Regions from separate parts of the Mus musculus genome. Here region 1 is linked to region 2. Evidence: chromatin contacts called from public HiChIP or PLAC-seq data. All regions are on one chromosome and are shown on one strand. The core of a region is the stretch at or near the end of the contact, and the rest is flanking DNA. Distances in the headings are between cores, read along the strand shown. Region 1 has its middle 26 kb from the start of Timm8a2. Region 2 has its middle 33 kb from the start of Ubac2.

Region 1 (3,066 bases), core at 467-2,966, 210 kb after region 2:
CAGTGCATGTAGGGGTCTGCAGGTTTGCTTGCGTACAGTGTGTATGCATCTCTGTGGTGTGAGGATGCCTCAAGTTCAGAGTTGCTCAGCTTCCTTCTGGGCTAGGTCTGCCGCTGTTCAAGCTTTTCTCATTGTGGTTCTGCTCTATCCTTTACCTGGAGATATACCAAATATGAAGAATATACTTAGGATGGGAAGAGAGGCCCCTTGGTCTTGCTAACCTTATCTGCCCCAGTACAGGGGAACTCCAGGGCCAAGAAGTAGGAGTGAGTGAGTAGGGGAGCAGGGCCGGGGGAGGGTATAGGGGACTTTTGGGATAGCATTTGAAATGTAAACGAAGAAAATATCTAATAATTTTTTTTTAAAAAGAATATACTTAGGAGCAGTTCTGGGTTAAAATTTTGGAGGTGGGTGGGTGGCCCCATCCCTCAACCAGGAGGCCATGCCTAAACTCTGGATATGGTCTTGACAGGTTCTCCCTCCCCTTTGTGGGGTATTTTAGCTAATGTCATCCCTGTAGGGTCCTAGGAGGTTTTTGCTTTCCTGGCATATGGGGCTTTCTGGTTGCTACCCCCAATTCCCCATCCCCCACTGCTACACTCCTCTGCTCAATTTCCTGACCCTCTGTATATCATCCTCGTCTCCTCCCATACCTGATTCTGCCCCTCTTTTCTCCTCCCCGTCTTCTCTTCCTCCCAAGTCCCTCCCACCCTCTACCTCTCTTGATTATTTTGTTCCCCCTTCTAAGTAGGACAGAAGCATCCATTCTTTGATCTTCCTTCCTCTTGAGCTTCATTTGGTCTGTGAGTTGTATTGTAGGTATTCCACAACCTTTGCCTAGTACCCACTTACCAGTGAGTACATACCATGTGTGATCTTTTGTGACTGAGTTACCTCACTCTGGATATTTTCTAGGCCACCCACCCATCTCCAGAATTTTAACCCAGAATTGCTCCTGTCTAAAGGAAAAACAGGGGAAAAGAGTGGAGCAGAGACTGAAGGAAAGGCCATCCAGAGACTGACTGCCCCATCTGGGGATCCATCTCACATGCATACACCAAACCGAGACACTATTGCAGATGCCAAGAAGTGCTTGCTGACAGGAGGCTGATACAGCTGTCTCCTGAGAGGCTCTGCCAGATCCTGACCAATACAGTTGCGGAGGCTCACAGCCAGCCATTGGACTGAGCACAGGGACCCCAATGGAGGAGTTAGGAGAAGGACTGAAAGAGCTGAAGGGGCCTTGTCTGGCATCAATGGGAGAGGAGGCCCTTGGTTCTATGAAGACTTGATACTCCAGTGTAGAGGAATGCTAGGGCAGGGAGGTGGGAGTGGGTAGGTGGCGGGGGGGGGGGGGGGGGGGAGCACCCTCATAGAAGCAGGGTAAGGGGGATGGAATAGGGGGGTTTGCAGAGAGGAAACCAGGAAAGAGGATAACATTTGAAATGTAAATAAATAAAATAAAATAACACAATAAAACAAAAAAGAATATGAACATAAAAAAAGAATATACTTAAATGTGCAAGCACACACACAAACACACACCCCAGACTTCCCTAACAGCCTAGCAAACACGCAGTTAGCAGCTAATATTGCCACAGATAAAGTCTGGCCTTTAGAACCTGAAGTGGAGATCCAGGATACACCCTGAGGCACCCAGGCATGCAACTTTAGACTGCCCCCAAGGGGAAGTACCAGATTGGCTTTCTCAATACTTTGGGTTCATCCTATGCCCCCTGGTGGCAGAAACAGAGCATGGCGGGCACACTGTGAGAAGGCAGCAGATTCTCCTTGGTTAGCCGTATTTTTAGTGTAATTGGTTGACTATTGTAGTTGTGATGGTAATGTAATATCAGCTTGTAGCCTGGCAGTGTGCTGGGGAAGTCTTCTATAAGCCTCCTTTCACAAATCAGTTACAACAGGCTGAGCAGCTAAGACAACTTTCTGTATTGTAAATGACTAGGATTTGGTTGCAAGCACCCAGCCAGCAGTTCATAACCATCTGTAACTACAGTTCAGAGGATCCAAGGCCTGTTTTGGGGCCCTCACACCTATGTCTATACAGTACACATATGTGTGCTACACACCGGTACTGCACACACTTGACACATGCAGACAAAACACTCATATACATAAAATAAAAAATAAATTTATTTTTTTTTCAAGACAGGGTTTCTCTGTGTAACCTTGGCACTCTTGGAACCCTGTAGACCAGGTGGGCCTCAAACGCAGAGATCTGCCAATGTCTGCCTCCTGAGTGCTTAGGTCAAAGGCACGTGCCGCCGCCACCCAGCTAAAATAAATTTAAAATCTTAAAAAAAAATACTCTAAGAACTTCATTGGATGAATTTCCATATATAGACTAGAAAGCTGTTTCTCAGGATGAGTCACACAGCTTAGGAAACAGGCCAGAACTTCACTACAGGGCTAATCCCTTGCTCTTAGCCACTGACCCCACGAGGCAACAACAACAGTATTTCTCTAAAGCGAGCTCTGTGTGGATTCTTTGCAAAGAAAATTATTTTTAGTTAATGAAGTCTACTGGGGTATAGCTTAATGGTACAGTACTTCACTGGCTCAACTTAGAGCAGTGGAATGAAAAGGATCCTCCATTTGAGAGACTGAAGTAGTGACACAGTAGAGATGGTGACCTTTGACAGCCCAGGGCAGACCCTGCAGAAGCCCAGGGCTCCCATGGAGAAAGCCAGTCCAGGGACACACTGGGGCTCCCACAGAGAGAGCCAACTGAGGGCACACTGCTCTCTCAGCTGCCCAGGCTAGTCTTGAACTTACTCTGTACCCTAGGCGGGCACTGAATTTGTGATCCTCCTGCCTCAGCTTCCTGAGTAGCTGAGAGTACAGACCTGAGCCACCAGACCTGGCCATTTTCTTAGATCACCACCAAAAAATAAACAGAACTAAACTGTCAGGAAATGCCTCCTGACAAGACACCACGTTCATTCATCACTGGGATATCACAGCCGGGATCACAGCTGATCCAAACACTTCAAATAGACTGCAGGATCTGTCTGGTCCATAACATGAGTGAAGGACTTTGGCAGCATT
Region 2 (3,063 bases), core at 465-2,964:
TGCCTTAGAAACCTGCTTCCACACGTCCCACTTCCCGATCTGATTCATGTTTGAGCCCTGTTCATTCATTGTCTCCAGAGGCCCCTCCCATTGGTGAAAAGGGCAGGGTCATACAAAGCCTTTGTTTGACCCGCCTCAGGCCGTCAGTAACTGTCGCATGGATTGCTCAGTGATGACTTGGAGCTAGCGCCCTGGGGCTGGCTTACAGGTTCAGAGGTTCAGTCCATTATCATTAAGGTGGCAGTCTGGCAGCATCCAGGCAGGCATGGTGCAGGAGGAGCTGAGAGTTCTATACCCGCTAGTGAAAGGGTGACTTCCAGACAGCTAAGATGAGGCTCTTAAAGCCCATACCCATAGTGCCATGCCTACTCCAAAAAGGCCACACCTACACGAACAGGGTCACTGCCTGGACCAAGCATATACAAACCATCGCAATCATCAACTGTTTGCTATCCTTTTGTTGGGTCCCTTCTTGTTCTCAGGAGGTCTATTTTATATCCTGATAAACTGCAGGATTTGAAGTAAGATTAAGTACAGACAGCCTTCTGCCTACATTGAGTGCATGTCTGGAGAGTCAACCAACTGCAGACCCAATTTGTTTTTAAGATATTTATTTTATTTTATTATGGGTACTTGTGTTTGCCTGCTTATCTGTATGTGCACCAGGTGCATGCCTGAGCCCTCAGAGGTCACAAGAAGGCTCCCAACTATACGTTACCAAGTGGTTGTTGGAAATTGAACTAAGGGTTTGTGCAAGAGCAGTAAGTGCTCTTAACTGCTGAACCATCTCTCAATTCCACCTGTTTTTAACTGCACATATACAGAACACATGCAGAACATTTTTTATTGTCTTCATAGCACAGCAATGATGTACGTACCATTCACATTGCATTAGATATTGTGCGTCATCTAGAGGATACTAAAGTATCCAGGGGGCGTGCACAAGTTAATATGCAAGATGCCTGTTATTGAAATGTTTTCCTTTATACAGCAAGTTAAGATGATTCTCAGGGCTGTAGAGATGACCCAGCAGTTTGGAGCACTTGCTGCTCTTGCGGAGAGCTTGGGTTCTGTTTCCAGCACCTACATGGTGACTCACAACTATTCATATCTTCAGTTCCATGGGACTTAATGCCTTCTTCTGGACTCTGCAGGCACCAGGCATATGCACGGTGCCCATGCACACACACATACATACATTCATGAAAATACTCACATACATAAGATAAAAGTAAATACATCTTTAATAAAGAACTGTTGTAATAAATCTCCAACCCAAATATGCCCTAGTAATGAAAACACAACTCAGTTAATATGAATACATGCTGTGAGCCTAGATTGGGCAGATCTACCACTACACTACCATCTTCTCCATCTATGAGACCCCTTAGAACTTGCGGTTTCTCCTGGCCATGTACTTCTGCTCCACTTTTCTTCTTCCTCCTCCTCTTTTGAGGCTGCTCCCTCTCCCATTTTCTCCTCCACCTTCTGCTCCGCTCCACCTTCCCTCTCTCTGCCCAATCATCAGCTCTCCTCCATTTTACAAATTAAGGTGGGAAGCAGATTTACAGGAATTACCTGAAGGCTGACTTATTCCTTGTTCTCAACCACTCACAGAACAGAATTAACATCAAATACAGTTAGCCCCAGGGCTATCCACAACAAAGATCAAGAAGACAATGACAAAAACAATGGCGGTTTAGACACATACCCACATCAAATGATTGACTAGAACTGACTCTCCATCTGACGATCACTAAGGCTCCTTAAGAGACACATAGTATAGCATATTCGGGTGAACAGCCACCTGAAGTAGGAAAATCCTTTTACCAGACTCTTTTTAAAAAATGTCTTTTGGAGTTATTTTATACCTATCAGTATTTTGCCTGTGTGTACTTATGTACATCATGTGCCTGGTACTTATAGAGGCCATCTGAACCCTGAAACCAGAGTTACAATGGATGATTGTGAACCACCATGTGGGTGCTGGAAACCAAACTTGGGCCCTCGGTGAGAGCAGCAAGTGGTCATGCATACTGAGCCCTCTTTCCAACCCCCTCCTGCCAGACTCTGTCCACCACAGTAACTTTTATACTAAAGCTACCCAGGGACATTTTGGTGGCCATTCTTCATCACTGGCTGCATGAAGAAATAGGTGACTTGGGTCTGGGGAGTCAGTGTTCACAAAGAGGCAGAGAATGCATGGCACTCTGCGCTGTTCTTGTGTTCCAAGCTTCCCTGTGACACGCCTCTGGAAGCATTCTCCTCGTGTTGGGGAAACTTAGAAAAGCAATGGCTACAATGGCAGTTTCTGGGGGAAATGAATAGAAATAAAATAACATCAGCAAAGAAAAATGTTGACAAATCATCTGAGAAAAAAATGAGTGGTGATCTTTATAATTATTTTTAGAGTGAGATAAAATATGGAAAAAGGAAAGCAGCTTTGCAGATCGGCTTTCTCACTTGCTGCATTCCTTGAAGCTCTCAGTGTTACACTCTGGGGAGGTATCTATTTTCTTCCTTCTATTGCTTTAAAAAGGCAGGTCTGAGCCAGCAGCAGTGAAACACACCTTTAATCCCAGCGCTCCGGAAGCAGAGGCAGAGCTCTGTGAGTTCGAGGCTAGCCTGGGTTACAAGTTCCAGGACAGCCAGAGCTACACAGAGAAACCCTGACTCAAGAAAAAAGACAAAAACAAAAAACAATACAAACAAACAAACAAAAATCAAAAAGGCAGGCTTTTCTACACTTCTTTATCTCTCTTTTTTACTAGTACTTGCTTTTTCTCTTAATTGGGTCCACCATGCTTGTCCTGTTTTAAAATTTCAAGCTTTAAATAGATGCTGATATGTGTATCAGCATTTGCATACATACATGTGTGTGCACCACATGTGTGTGCCTAGTGCCTGTGAAAGTCAGACAATGTCAGGTCCTTTTAGTGTCTAACTTAGCAGACCACTAGCTCCCAACAAGCCAAAAGCTCAGATAGCATATTGGGCCAGAGAAATGTCTCCCTACCTCGCTGTAGTTGCCTCTCAGATTGACTCTCCAATGTATTTCAAACT

Evidence for each region. HiChIP or PLAC-seq counts read pairs in DNA pulled down with a chosen protein or histone mark.
Region 1: a CTCF HiChIP or PLAC-seq map of CD8 T cells shows a contact between it and region 2, with 5 read pairs. The contact joins two enhancer-like sites. A contact is called at or near these places in 1 of 39 promoter capture datasets (hippocampal neurons), 1 of 15 datasets of contacts at CTCF or cohesin (CD8 T cells), 7 of 484 Hi-C or Micro-C datasets (the C10 cell line, bone marrow-derived macrophages, embryonic stem cells and 3 more) and 9 of 115 datasets of contacts at active chromatin or transcription factors (CD8 T cells, T-cell acute lymphoblastic leukemia, effector CD8 T cells and 4 more).

What each region holds. Positions count from the first base shown.
Region 1 is chr14:122,059,160-122,062,225 of GRCm38.p6, forward strand. No RefSeq gene overlaps it. Among named protein-coding and RNA genes, the nearest start is that of Timm8a2, 26 kb to the left of the region's middle. Within about 2 kb of position 1,717, at least 47 of the 459 cell types and tissues checked have an H3K27ac peak or open chromatin away from gene starts, as enhancers often do. A contact at or near this core is called in CD8 T cells, where this site is marked.
Region 2 is chr14:121,844,542-121,847,604 of GRCm38.p6, forward strand. No RefSeq gene overlaps it. Among named protein-coding and RNA genes, the nearest start is that of Ubac2, 33 kb to the right of the region's middle. Within about 2 kb of position 1,715, at least 6 of the 459 cell types and tissues checked have an H3K27ac peak or open chromatin away from gene starts, as enhancers often do. A contact at or near this core is called in CD8 T cells, where this site is marked.